3 separate regions of the Hordeum vulgare genome follow, and regions 2 and 3 are each linked to region 1. A link is a contact called in public Hi-C data. All regions are on one chromosome and are shown on one strand. Each heading gives the region's core, a stretch centred on a gene start, on an enhancer-like site or on the middle of the called end of the contact. The rest is flanking DNA. Distances are from core to core; before and after follow the strand shown. Region 1 holds the start of LOC123426531 (splicing factor-like protein 1). Region 2 holds the start of LOC123430204 (protein indeterminate-domain 16). Region 3 has its middle 100 kb from the start of LOC123430204.

Region 1 (4,901 bases), core at 894-3,393:
GGATCAACACTAGCTGGTGGTGGTGGTGGAGGAGGCGGCGGCTGGACTGGTGTGACAGATGGATAATATGGGGCATAACTATAAGGTGGTGGAGGGTACATATGTGGCATGTTTTGCGCACCAGAGTTCCCATATGCTGGAGCAGGGACAGGCTGGGTAGGTGCACCAGAACTTGGTGGTGTTACACCCGGAGGATAGTTCTGCGCACCATCATTTGACGTAGTGCCTGGTGGAGGGACTGGAGCTGGTGGTGGTGGGTACTGCATACCATATGAATGTGGAGCAGTCTGGCCAGGTGCAGGATTGTACATGCCTGGTGGCGGTGGAGGGTACGAAGCATAAGGTGGTGGTTGCCCCCAAGGAACTGGAGCATAGCTACCTGGAGGAGGTGGTGGTGGTGGATGCCCTCCTATGTAGGGCTGCGAGTTGTAGCCACCAGCAGAAGGATCTCCAGAGTGGTACATTGGTGGTGCTGACCCTGCTGGAGGACCAGGGGGCGCAGCTGGCTGTGGTGGCTTGCCTGCAACTCTGACTGCAATAGTTCTCCCTTCAAGATGGTAACCACTCATCGCAGCAATAGCTGCATTAGCCTGTGAGACATCTGAATATTTTACAAATCCATACCCTTTGCTCTGCCCTGTGTTGCGATCCTTTATAACCTTTGCCATGACAATCTCCCCAAATTGTGAAAATAGGTTGATCAGACCTGAATCATCAAACATAGGTGGCAAGTACCCAATATAAAGATTGGTCTCGTCATAGTCTTTCTTGAGCCCGTTGGCTCCTGCTGTTGCTGCACCATTACCCGCAGCCCAGGGTGAGTTACTACCACTCCCACCACCACCGCCACCACCACCACCACCACTACCTGTTATAGCCAGCATCGGACCACCAGACTTGTTCATCGACTCAGGTGCACTGCCACCAAGCTCAGCAAGGAAGTTCTGGTATTCGTCATCCATTTTCTTCCCAGATGTACCCTTCACTGGACAATCAATTGTCGGGTGCCCACCGTCACCACAGATCTTACACTGCACCTCGCTCTTAAAAGTCGTTGTCCTGTTCGGGCATGCATACTGCCGGTGACCCGGCTCCCCGCAAGTCCTACAGAACTCATCATCCCTGATTGTTCCATTCAGAGCTGCAAGCTCACGCAGCTGCTGGCGTTTGTGCTCATTTAGCACTTCGTCCACAGGGGTAAGCAGCTTCTCCACCATGCCTGCAGCAGCCTCCAACGCTTCTTCAGTATCAGCCTCGACAAGCACATGAAGGTCCTCGTTCTCACTGGGATCTGGCTTCAAGTCCCTCTTCTGCAACAACTTCCCTTCCTTGACGCTGCCCTTCCCTCGGATTACGATCTTGGCCCCTGTCTCCTTCTCCATCCGCTTCTGTGTGTTGCCACGGGGCCCAATAATGAGTCCAATAAAGTTGTACCCAGGGTACTCCTTCATGGGGATGTAGAGCTTCTTATGGAGCTTGGGTGGGCGGTAATCCGCCGGGGGCTTGAAGGCGGGATTCCGGCGGATCAGCTGGGAGATGATCTCCTGCCGCTCGCGGTTAAGGCGCTCCCTCGCTCGGTATTCGCGGGTGTTGATGCGGATGCCCAGGTTATCATATATCGGCTCAGGGGACGGCGAGCGGGCGCCCTCAGGGCGGTCGTCGAGGGGTAGCCCCGACTGCAGCAGGCGCGAAATCTCTAGGAGGCGCGAGTTGAGGTTGTGCACCTCGGGATCCATCTCGGCGGCGAAGTCCTTCATGAAATCCGGAAGTGCGATGGTCGGGCGGGGCTCCTCCTCGGCCCAGCGCGACTTCCGCTTCCGTCCTCCCGCGCCGCCCTCACCGCCTGAATTGGCACCGGACTCGTCGTTGGACTGCTCCCATCGGCTGCGGCGGCGGCGGCGGGAAGACGAGTCGCCGTCGCCAGCGGCGTTGGCTGAGCCGTTGTGGTGGGGCTCGGAGGAGGCGTCGCGGGGGGCATCGCGGGGGGGGTCGGACGAGGGCTCGCGAGATGGGGAACGGGCTAGGGTTTCGGCAGAAGCCATGGCTGCGGCGTCTGGTAGAAGGAGGAAAGCTGTGGGGAATTCGCTTCTCGCGATTTCGGTTTTATGACTCGTGGGAGATTTGTCCCGTGGAGATACGATTTCGGGGAGAGGCGGTTGTGTTCGATCGGATTACTCTGGACAACGTGCTGGGCCAAAACTGACAAAAGGAGTCGGGCTCTTTGGTGGGGAATTCATGGGCCAGATGTATAATGGGTTCACACCCCTTGGAGAAGTGTTTTTTTAGAGAGAGACCCCTTGGAGAAGTGTTGTACCTCCTACTCCCTCCGTTCCTAAATATAAGACCTTTTAAAGATTACATTATGGACTACATACGGATATATATAGACATATTTTAGAGTATATGTTCACTCATTTTATTCCGTACGTAGTTCATAGTAGAATTTTTAAAAGGTCTTATATTTAGGTCCATACTAGTTGGATGCACGTGCGCTGTTATGGAGCAAAACAATTTATAAAGATAATAAGAAATGAAATTGTTCATCTATGGCAATTGCAAATGTGTAGAACAGTCTATAAAGGCAATACAAATCAAAATGTTTTTCTATGGCAATCGCAAATGCTCAGACTGTCTCTTCCTACAAGCATTGTGTGTCGTCTCCTCTTAAACTCTACTAAATTACCGTATGGTTCTTGGCATCAATAGTTATACATGATGGAGCATTCCGGTTGCCGTGTTGTTATCAGGGGTAGGAGACCAAATAATACCAATGTATATAACATTGGTAACAAAAGTGTGACCACAACTGCAATTGGTTTCACATGATGGTCGTATGCTAAGCATCTCATTTTAACATGGACGATGAAGGGTTAGACAAACATTGCTACTATCGGTTGTCCCGTTTGGTATTAGTGGACAAGCTAAATACAGATGGAAACTATGTTTGGGCTCTCCCCGTCATCGTTACTCTCTTCTTTTGAGTAACCCCTTCATCCTTACTCAAACCATGAATATTTACTTTCGCATTTATGTAACGTTAAGATGTGATCCTATCTTTATTTTGGCGCAAGGGCCTCGACAGGGATAGAAACGCATCTCATCATTTCGCAAGAATGGATATCGTTACAAGTACATGTGTCGAAAAGATGAGATAAGGAGTTGGCTTACACTCGCCACAAGCTATTGTTGGAATTATGCCCTAGAGGCAATAATAAATATAGTTATTATTATAATTCCTGTATCAAGATAATCGTTTATTATCCATGCTATAATTGTATTGAATGAAGACTTATATACATGTGTGGATACATAGACAAAACACTGTCCCTAGCAAGCCTCTAGTTGGCTAGCCAGTTGATCAAAGATAGTCAGGGTCTTCTGATTATGAACAAGGTGTTGTTGCTTGATAACTGGATCACGTCATTAGGAGAATCACGTGATGGACTAGACCCAAACTAATAGACGTAGCATGTTGATCGTGTCATTTTGTTGCTACTGTTTTCTGCGTGTCAAGTATTTGTTCCTATGACCATGAGATCATATAACTCACTGACACCGGAGGAATGCTTTGTGTGTATCAAACATCGCAACGTAACTGGGTGACTATAAAGATGCTCTACAGGTATCTCCGAAGGTGTTCGTTGAGTTAGTATGGATCGAGACTGGGATTTGTCACTCCGTGTGACGGAGAGGTATCTCGGGGCCCACTCGGTAATACAACATCACACACAAGCCTTGCAAGCAATGTAACTTAGTGTAAGTTGCGGGATCTTGTATTACGGAACGAGTAAAGAGACTTGCCGGTAAACGAGATTGAAACAGGTATGCGGATACCGACGATCGAATCTCGGGAAAGTAACATACCGAAGGACGAAGGGAATGACATACGGGATTATATGAATCCTTGGCACTGAGGTTCAAACGGTAAGATCTTCGTAGAATATGTGGGATCCAATATGGGCATCCAGGTCCCGCTATTGGATATTGACCGAGGAGTCACTCGGGTCATGTCTACATAGTTCTCGAACCCGCAGGGTCTGCACACTTAAGGTTCGACGTTGTTTTATGCGTATTTGAGTTATATGGTTGGTTACCGAATGTTGTTCGGAGTCCCGGATGAGATAACGGACGTCTCGGGGGTTTCCGGGATGGTCCGGAAACGAAGATTGATATGTAGGATGACCTCATTTGATTATCGGAAGGTTTTCGGAGTTACCGGGAATGTACCGGGAATGACGAATGGGTTCCGGGTGTTCACCGGGGGGGCAACCCACCCCGGGGAAGCCCATAGGCCTTGGGGGTGGCGCACCAGCCCTTAGTGGGCTGGTGGGACAGCCCAAGAAGGCCCTATGCGCCATAGGAAGAAATCAAAGAGAAAAAAAAGAGGAGGTGGGAAAAGGGGGAAGGACTCCTCCTTCCAAACCTAGTTGGATTCGGTTTGGAAGGGGAGGACTCCCCCGCTTGGCTCGGCCGAACTCCTTGAGGGTCCTTGGACCCCAAGACAAGGCTCCCCCTCTTCCCCCTATGTATACGGAGGTTTTAGGGCTGATTTGAGACAACTTTGCCACGGCATCCCGACCACATATCTCCACGGTTTTACCTCTAGATCGCGTTTCTACGGAGCTCGGGCGGAGCCCTGCTGAGATTGGATCACCACCAACCTCCGGAGCGCCGTCACGCTGCCGGAGAACTCATCTACCTCTCCGTCTCTCTTGCTGGATCAAGAAGGCCGAGATCATCGTCGAGCTGTACGTGTGATGAACGCGGAGGTGCCGTCCGTTCGGCACTAGATCATGGGACGGATCGCGGGACGGTTCGCGGGGCGGATCGAGGGACGTGAGGACGTTCCACTACATCAACCGCGTTTCTTAACGCTTCTGTTGTGCGATCTACAAGGGTAC
Region 2 (4,901 bases), core at 1,777-4,276, 750 kb before region 1:
TTGTTACGCTGATTTTTATATATTTTTCTCAGGATTTTTGGGGCTGTGTAAATTTGAGTAAAAGCCCGTGCAAAAAAGACATCAGCAGACAGAAACTGGCATTGGGTGCACTGAGTTAGTAGGTTAGTCCAAATATGTGTAAAAAGATATAGAAGTGTAGCAAAACGTATAACAATGTCATCCAAAAGATCATGGAACAAGAAAAAATTATAGATACGCTTGGGACGTATCAACACCTCCTCCTCCTTGTTCGGCGCCCAAGAGAGGAGTTCAAGTAGGCATGCCTCCCTCCTACACACACACACATACACATACATTCAAATATCTTTATATACTACTAGGAGTGTGTACTCCCACATTCAAATATACCTATTAAACAAGCATATTATACCTCTTTATCATTCTCAATATAAATTATTAATTATTCTAATATACCTCAATACAAGTTTCACAAAAAAATATCATTGACACCATTGGTTTATACAATATATAACTTTTACATACAATAATCCAGCTTACTTGCAAATAAAATAAAATTTGTGATCTTGGATGTCATTTTTCATGAAAATCACTCTAAGGTATCCAGGAATTATTATTGAGATCTATTAAAAACAATAAAAAGGTATAAAAGATTCATCTATGTGTTTTATGTGGAGCGGGAGTACGTTACTCCCAAGAGTACACAACCATGTTCCGAATGTTTCCTATCATCGGTGGTAGTTACCCTCACGTGAGCTTTGTATGTTTTATGTAGTATTTGTCCAAACCAATAGTATGTACATATAATATGTAGTATATAAAAATATTTGGGTGATATGTATGATATTTTTGATAGTATGTACTATTTTAAGCATATTATTTTATACGTACAAATAAGAAGATGTTTTCAAAATATACAAAAAACTATGGACTCACATCTAATTTTTTGTATTATTGCTTTGAAATATATTAGATATAGTATATGAACATATTTAGAATGTTAAATTTGTATATATACTATCACATAATAGTATACGGGACATATGGGGTAACTATCCCATGATAGTAGGATGTATTTTTCCAATACACACATCCTATGAGACACATGTTTCTCTTGCAACTGTCGGCGTCCTCTATCCCTCTAATTCTCCACAAAAGTAGAGAGTTGCCGCAAGGCTAATTTTCCCTACTCTAGTTCTTTGCTGACGCTTAGCTCAGGACGGCGGAGCGCTGCCAGGCCGTCGATCTCGTATTGGTGCAATCCGTAGTGAGACCGTGTTTCGCTCTTCATTCAAGGGAATTGTGTGTTTGACGGTTCAAGGGACTTCAAGCACAATTTACACCGGTTTTTCTGTCGTTGCGACTCAAATTTTATAAATTAGATCTAACTTTGTATGCATCTTCATAGTAATCCTAAGAACTTGATTCGTATGGCAATTTTGTTTGTTTTCTACCATGTTTCCCAACAATAATCTTTTTGTATCATTTTTACATGAGAGACCAATGTGGAACCCCTCAACTCTATATAAGGGGAGATCCATGGTCATCGAGGGAAGATCCCAAGAACTTCATATCAAACTTTCAGAGACGAACTAGATATAGAAAGAAGAGAAGTGTGCTCGAGGTAGCCAGGAACCCACCCGAACACTTCCCAAATTAGCTGGGAGCACTCAACTTGAGCTTGTAATTCATTTTTGAACATCCAACAAACGCACATAAAGTAAGAGTAGGGTATTACACCTATGGGTAATCTAAACCTGGCTAACTACTTTTATCATCATTTCATAGGAAGCTGTGAGAATTTGTGAGTGTTTTAGCTCCTCGCCGAATAACAAAAGGGGTTCTCCCCGATCCCTGATCTCGACGATCACACGTTGATTACGCGTATTACCTATCGGCAGCAGGTATGACTTGATGCTTCCGCTTAAGTCCCCATGCGTGACACCTGCCGACGACAGACATGACTTGACACATCCGCAAGAGTCGGCGTGTGTAGCACCTGCCAAGCTGGATCAAACCCGGTCTGGAGTTAGAGGGAGACGTCACATACCACCGTCATCAGAGAAGACCATCACCATCTCTAGTTTCGAGCGCCGCCGTTTCGTCCACATGATCACAATACTCATTTAGGGTACGCCAACCGTCTGTCCCGCCATGTGACGGCGAGGGAAGGACGGACCGGAGGGGAGGTGTCTCCGACGGCGGCTAGGGTTTTTCCCAGACCGCCCATGGGGGCGACATGGGAGTCGGGAAGTCATGTTGTCTTGTAGCTAGTTGTGAGTCTTGTAGGTAGTTCATGTTTTTAAAGGTGACGATGGATTGAGTCAATAAGACAATAAGGATCGATGCATTGATTAAGGATCCCAATACGCAAGGCAGTAAGCAGAACTGCAAAAGGGAAAAGCGGGGATTAAGCGAAGGTCCAACGAAGAAGCCCGATTGCCTGTAGGCGAATAGTTTTTGCACCCTTCTTTTTCGATGGATCCCTTTGTTCTTTTGATTTTTACAGAGCGGACAGAGTTAGGCCTACCATAAAGGCCTCACAGGCCGAGACGCGCCCCATGAAAACTAAACATGTGCATGCACGTCGAGAATTATTGTGGCATTGCCAACCCGTAAAGCGCGAGGCATGCAGCATGTGGAACAAAAGCAGCCATGAAAGAACGTCCTGAGCTCCCTATCCCTATGCTATGCCCCATCGCAGATTTGGCCGGCGGCATCGATCCCTTCCCTTCCCTTTCTTCCTTGAGCGGCGTCTAGTAGAGTACCTTGTACTCCTACTCGTATCGCCGTACGCATGCACGGGCAAAGCGGAAGAAGAAAAAACTGAATTACGTCCACGAGATACATACAAGAGATTTTGCAGAGACAGGGCTGCATCGACGAGAGATGTGGTGCATTTCCTTGTGGTCCGCACAAACCAGCAGCTGCTGCGGCCTGAAACCAAGGAGGGGTACGTCCTCGTGGCACGGACACACATATGTCCCCCCCATGCGCAGACTGTACAAAGGCACACTGCCTAGTGCTGCAGATGACGCCAGGGGCGTTCCGGTAAAAGCGCACGCTAGCTAGATGCTCCTTGCTTTCGCCCGCTCGCTCGCTCGATCGGAAGATGTATAAACACCCATATATAGTAATCCTATACGCAGCGTAACGCATAACGCCTCCTAACTAAGCTAGGCTAACAAGCCAGAGCGCAACGCGAGCAAGCAAGAGATATACCTACCTGACTGCTTGGTCTCGATCTTCCATGGATGAGCAAGGGGAGAGGGGGCTCCAGCTGCTGCTCCCCGCAGCCGCTGCTCGAGTGATCCGGGATGCGCCGGTTAGCGCCGGCAGCGACCACCAGCAGCTGGACCTGGACCTGTCCATGAGCATTGGGCCGAGGCAGCAGCAGCTGCTGCAGCTGCCACGGCCGGCGCCGCCGACTCCACCGGCTAACGAGAGCAGGAGGGTGGCGGCGACCGTGGCCGCCAGCGCTGCGAGGCAGCTGCAGCAGCAGCAGCAGCAGGTGACGGTGGACGTCCGCGCCGTGAAGCAGCAGACGGCGGAGCAGGCGCGGATGGCGTCGGCGGAGCGCGCCTACGCGGAGCGCGTCCGGGAGCTGGCGAAGCGGGAGCTGGAGCTCGCCGAGAGGGAGTTCGCGCGCGCGAGGATGATCTGGGAGCGCGCCCGCGAGGAGGTGGAGCGGGTGGAGCGGATGAAGCAGATCGCCGCCAGGCGGCTCGGCTCCGCCGCCTCCGCCGCCGCGCTCGAGATCACCTGCCACGCCTGCATGCAGCGCTTCCATCCTTGACTAGGTTGGTCGGCCAACTGCACCGACATGGTCGGAGATCGATGCTTGCTGGTCGCCATTGCTAGCTGTAACTCTCTCTCTCTCTCTCTCTCTCGTAGCTCCTGTGTTGTGAGTGCCAGTCACGTTCTGTATGAGACGATAATCACCTGGTTGATGCATGCATCAAGGAAACGGTTATTCCTCTTTACTCCATCGGGTGTACATGCATGCTTAATTAGTTCTTTAATATTATGGAATGAGGGCGCATGCTTAATTGCAGCAGCCTGCCTTAAAGAAACAAGGGAGTAAACAACTGATCAGTTCAGAAACCAAACTAATTGTAGTAAATTAAAGAGTATATTTCTCTCTTTGCTAGACAGAGGCTGGACGGATCCCTCTGTACTGTTGAGCTAGTGCGGTGACAGCAGTACGTCTGACAAAAAATTAATATTGGCCATCAAGTTTGGATGATTTCAGCTCCTTTTGGCCATGCTAGTGGACTGCCTGCCCTAGATGAACAAGGAAGATCAGGCAAGAAGCCAGATTTCATCCTAGTCAGCATGCTAAGTTGCAAACTGGTCTCAGTCACCTTAAATTGTTCACTGCGTATATGGCTTCTCATAATGGCTGAACAGTGGGGAGAAAAGCAGAATGATGCCATACACTGACTGCAGTTGTGTTTGTTGAGTTATGTTTGTTTATGTCAGCAAAACGCAAGCTGACGCGCTTTTGACACCAATATATACGTATACATATACATGTGTATATACAGATACAGGTGTGCAGGCGACCAGGTAGCCTGCCCGAACAGTGCCAGGTAAAGGATGGGAGCTGCAGACCGCTGCAGGGATTGTACCCTGCCTGCACAGGCGACGCCGTTCAGTCATCGTCATCGATCCGGAAAATACGGTGACCACGACGGATGAGCCCCATTGTTTCTGAATGAAATAAAAGTGCCGTAAATTTCTGTGCGAATGCAGATGGGGGTGCAGGCAGTGGTAGCCAGCAAATTGCCTGGGTCGAAAAAATCATACGAATTCTTGTTGGAGTCAGGATCGTGTGCTGACTTTGATATTTTATCATCATCTTAACCTTTGCATTTCCCGTGGTCTGCTCCCTCACCTTGGTCGACTATGGATCAGCTTGC
Region 3 (4,901 bases), core at 685-3,184, 650 kb before region 1:
TTGCTACATTTTCAATTACGTCGTGCCAAGTTATTTCTAGTCAAGATGACCCCTCTGTTTAAAAACCACAGGAAAATCTTCACTCTTAGAGGAAATTTTTAGCTTCCACAATTTCTTCTTATCAACTAGAACATCATAATGAACCATTGCATCGTACAAGGATTTGACTGTAAACCTACCATTTTGATCCAAATTCCATCGAAACTTGCCTGGTTTGCGTGACAGTTGAATGATCTCCAGATGTAGGACCAATGCATTCCATGCTGCCAGCAGAGGTCCTAAAAGGTCCCATTCGGAAAGAAATATCAGCGTTTTCGTGTCAAAACTTGTTTGATCGTGACGAATTTATGTCTAACGATCCTATACAAGCTAGGTTATTGCACGTTAAGTAGTGTGGCCCCCAGCCATGTGTCTTCCCAGAATCAAATATGAGAACCATCCCTAACCGAGAAAGTGTCAAATTAGAAAAAGAATTCCTTGGCCGTCATCACACCACTCCAAAAATGGGAATCACGGGGTTTCCAATGAACTTGAGAAATGACTTTGGACCCCGCGTACTTGTTACGAATGATTTCCTGCCACACACCTTTTTGTATGAGTAGTTTGTAAACCCATTTACTCAAAAGAGTGATGTATTTAATCTCAAGATCTTGAATCCCAAAGCCCCCTTGACTTTTACGTCGGCATAATATGCTTCACCTAACCAGCCGATATTTCTTGGATTCATTATCACACTGGCAAAAAAAATCTCAATCTAAAGTAATCGAGACGTTAAAGAACCCTTTTCGGTAAGTGAAAGAATGACAAGATGTATAGAACCATATTGTTGAGTACAGAATTGGTCAAAAACAATCGGCCCCTTACGACAACATGTATAGAACCATAATCAATATGAGCTATCAGCCGATTCTTGAAATGTTGTGTTAATTTCTTACCCTGCAATACCAAAAAATCTTACCCAGCAAAAAAAATGGATATGGTATTGTTCATCACCAAGGTATACGGCGATGCAGTTAGATTCTCCATGTAAGTCCAGAATCAGTGATCATGAACAATAAGGAATATATATTCAAGGGAAACATGACAACTCAAATGATCCAAAACTAGGAATTCTCCACACAGAAGCAAACAGATAATCACTCACTATCATGCAGCTGTCAGCCTATATCCCCTGAAAAGACAAATGAAAGAAACAAAGAAGAAGCTGAGAAAGACTGGATTCAGATTGACATGAACAGATACATCCATCCATGCATCATGCTACATAGTGAAGCACGGAGGCAGCTCTCATGGTCAAGGGGACGACATGATTTGTATTTATCCCATTTCACTGGAGGCTGCCGAAAGTACATCTTCCAGAGCGGCGATGCACGTTGTAACATGCAAGAACAATCCCAGGGCAGCGTTTTGGTGCACAAGGACCATCAGTAAAAAAAGTACCAGTAATTAATAAAAAACATTTGATTTTTTTTCAACACCAAAGACGCGCTAGTTTTCTAGTCTTGTGCAGAATTTCGTGGCGATGCGGCATCAGAGGAGCTCTGGGCGAAAAGAAAACAAGAATCAGAGTTTGAGAAAGGTTGAAAATTTTCTGTTTTTTCTCCCATGAGCTCCCCCAATGTCACATTGTCAATTTTGCACGCACATAGAGAACTTGTCCGTATATGATGTGAAAAAAATCAGAATTCTTAAATATTTTACTACTAATTTATCTAAATTTACTGTTCATTCAGGAGCATATGAGCTCTTGATCAGTTACGGATTTTCGGAGCATGAGGACAGCGTTTTAGTGCAAGCGAATAAAAAAGAAAAGATAGCAATGTACGCTGCTCATGAGAGCGACATGGCATGTAATCAGTGTGGATTCGCTTGACGATGAACAGAGGAAACCACGGTGACCACCCACAGGCCCGCCACACATGTGCTGGTGGATGAGCTTTGCACCAAACAATATGTCGGCCCACGGGGCCCATGTACGCATGTGCGATGCAGGTTCAAGCCCTTGAGACGAGAAACTAGCTAACCCACATGGAGACAAGCAAAACCATAAGCTAACCCGTCGACGTGGGAACTGAACCAGTAGCCTCGATTGGTTAATCAGGAACCAACCATATGAAGAGAATCTCAAGTTGAGTCCCATGAATGCACAATCTTGAGGTGATGGATCAACCACTGCTGCTGGCAAAGAGATGGTGACACAAAGGGCTTCATGAGCACTGTAAAGTGATATGCTGATGAGGTCCTTGAAGCCGGGCAGAGCGCACCGGTGATAACATGGGATGTGTGTCGTGTAAACTGCAGACCGCAGCATAGTTTGGAAGGGCACAGAGATGGGCTTCCGTAAAGTGATCACCCATCAACAATTTATTGGAGAGCCAACAATAAAAATGACAAGTTTTACTGAGAATAGTTGACATAATTTGAAGGATGATTAAACTCACGCACTTGATGTTGCATAGCTAGCCATAGGCTAATATAGTACATGCATACACCTTTCATCTCGTGGACTCTTGGCTAACCAATTCCAATAACATCCTATAGCCCTGTTTGTTTGGACTTTTGCTTCTGCTTTTGCAACCTTTTCACTTTGACAAGAAAAAAGAAAAAAAACTCCTAAATAGGTGTTTTTTGCTTCGGCTTTTGGCATATACCATTTTATAATAATATTGAATTGTAAGCCAAAAACCAAAGAAAAAACCCATATTTAGAAGATTTTGTGTCTTTTTTGGCAAAAATGGAAAACCTACAAAAACAGAAGCAAAACCCAAACAAATAAGGCCTATGAAGCACCTGTACGGGACGGGGCAATATGGGATCCGGCAATTTTTTATAAACATCCATACGGTGATATGGTGAGCATATATATGTACATAATTAATAAAATGCCATATAAATGTAATAAAGACAAGAAATAACTGAATGCACGAGATAAAATTAAAATGCTGCTCATTTGTTGTCTATGCCTCTTTTCAAGTCCTGAATGATCATCAGTGTCCCCAACCATCATGGTGGTTGCAAAAGGCCAAATACATCATAAGAGAATATTAGAATTCCTAAATGAGCACCATATGCCCAGCCTTTTGACCATCAACGTTAATTATGTTGCTTGCACTCCCAGCAGTAAAGATATTGGCTTCATGCCATGCCACTCGCCGCAGATGGCATGTTGTTCTTCACTTTCTAGCAGCAATCTGTTGGTACTACTACTGTCAGTTAGGCAGTTAGCAGGAGGGAGCCGGCGATCAGGCGGCGGCGGCTGGCGCGCGATGGCTTATTTGAATCGGGCATGTACGGGATGCTGGGCTGGGCCTCTCGGGGGTGAAAGGGGTGTGCATTGGGCCTGCTATATATAAAGCAGAGCATTGTACTGTAGCGGATCATCGAATTTGAAATGAGAATATTCTACCACATCCTCTCTCCTGTGTCCTATCTCCTGGCGTGCACTCTCTACCTCTCGTTTCTCTCTGCTCCATTCTCCCTGGCTCGATCCTCACCGCCGGCGTAGTCACCACCTAGCACCGTTCCATCCTCCGGCGATCATCCCGCAGAGAGGACGTGACAATCTGGTATCAGAGCCTCCGTGCCGCCGCGCACTCCAATTTTTTTTTCTCCCGAATCGTACCCGGCAAATCCGAGGCGAAGGCTGCAGATCATCCCTAGGGTTTGATCCGCCTAATTCCTGACCTGAGGTGGGTTGATTTTGGGGGACAGAGCAGCGACGACGGCGAAGTTCAAGCCCAACCCGCAGTCGCGCTTCCTCGCGGACGAGATGGAAGCACTGCAAGAGCGGATGTTGCAGGAGTTTGCGGAGATTCGAGCCGCGCAAGGGAAGCTCACTCTGGTGGACGGAATTTGCGAGCAGTTGGCGGCTCTCAACGCCAAGCTGTCCGAGCACACGGTACGCCTGGATCAGGTTCAGATGAAGGTAAACCTTTCATGTGATGCTCTCGAACAGGTGCAGCAACAGCAGCAGTTTCAGGTGGGGCAGAGAGCCAAACAACAGTCGGGAACGGAGAGTTCGTCACCAGCGGCTTCGGATGGATCTGAGGGAATACTGGGAGCAGCTCCACGCCTCGGAGTTTTCCCTCCTCCGCGTCAGGTTAAGGTATCAGATGTCCCACCCATAGTGCAGACTGTTGTTCCTGTTACAGGGGAGGAGGTTGGGGGAAAAAGACAGTGGATGCCCAAAATGGATTTTCCTAGATTTGATGGATCTGGGGTGAGGGTGTGGCTGGGTAAGTGTGACGCATTTTTCCAATTGTACCACATTCGTGATAATTTCAAGGTGGCTTCAGCTTCTCTGCACTTATCTGACAATGCAGTACATTGGTACCAGGCTTTCAAGCAGTCAGGTGGTTTTCATTGTTGGGAACAGTTTGCTGGTGCAGTCACTACTGGAATCCAGAAATTTGCCGTCAGCCAGTTCTTTACCGTCTGCTGGCTGACGGCAAAGAACCTCTTTGCCATCAGTTGACACAATACAGACGGCAAAGAACTGACACATGGCAAAAATACTATTTGCCATGTGTGGGTCCTTTGCCGTCTGCCAGCGGACGGCAAAGAGCCCCAGGGCAGACGGCAAAGGGGACGCGTGGGCCCCATGCCTGCCGCGTCCGAAATCCGGGCCCTTTGCCGTCCGCGGGCCTTTGCCGTCAGCCGTAAGGCCCTTTGCCGTCTGCCTTACGTCCCTTTGCCGTCGGGGGGCGGACGGCAAAGGGGCCTCCCTATAACGGCCGTTACCCCCCACCTCGCTCACTGTCTCTCTCTCTCTCTCTCACCCCGACCACTCTCACCCCTGCCGGCGAGATCCCCTCCCCGCGGCGAGCCTACCCCCCCGGCGAGCCCACCCCCCCGGCGACCCCCTTCCCGCGGCGACCCACCCCCGCCCCCTGCCGCCGCCG

What was found. A called contact is a pair of places that touch in the nucleus more often than the background predicts.
Region 2: a Hi-C map of leaf shows a contact between it and region 1, with 2.0 times the contacts expected there. The contact joins the promoter of LOC123430204 here to the promoter of LOC123426531 in region 1. A contact is called at or near these places in 2 of 6 Hi-C or Micro-C datasets (leaf and seedling).
Region 3: a Hi-C map of leaf shows a contact between it and region 1, with 4 times the contacts expected there. The contact joins the enhancer-like site here to the promoter of LOC123426531 in region 1. A contact is called at or near these places in 2 of 6 Hi-C or Micro-C datasets (leaf and seedling).

The regions. Positions count from the first base shown.
Region 1 is chr2H:430,845,673-430,850,573 of MorexV3_pseudomolecules_assembly, reverse strand. It overlaps LOC123426531 (splicing factor-like protein 1), which reads right to left and starts at 2,143. Exons shown (of 2, transcript XM_045110370.1): 1 at 1-2,143. The coding sequence starts at 2,042.
Region 2 is chr2H:431,591,896-431,596,796 of MorexV3_pseudomolecules_assembly, reverse strand. It overlaps LOC123430204 (protein indeterminate-domain 16), which reads left to right and starts at 3,026. Exons shown (of 1, transcript XM_045114092.1): 1 at 3,026-3,962. The coding sequence starts at 3,230. The coding sequence ends at 3,775.
Region 3 is chr2H:431,490,839-431,495,739 of MorexV3_pseudomolecules_assembly, reverse strand. No RefSeq gene overlaps it. Among protein-coding and RNA genes, the nearest start is that of LOC123430204, 100 kb to the left of the region's middle. Within about 2 kb of position 1,934, at least 3 of the 3 cell types and tissues checked have open chromatin away from gene starts, as enhancers often do. A contact at or near this core is called in leaf and seedling, where this site is marked.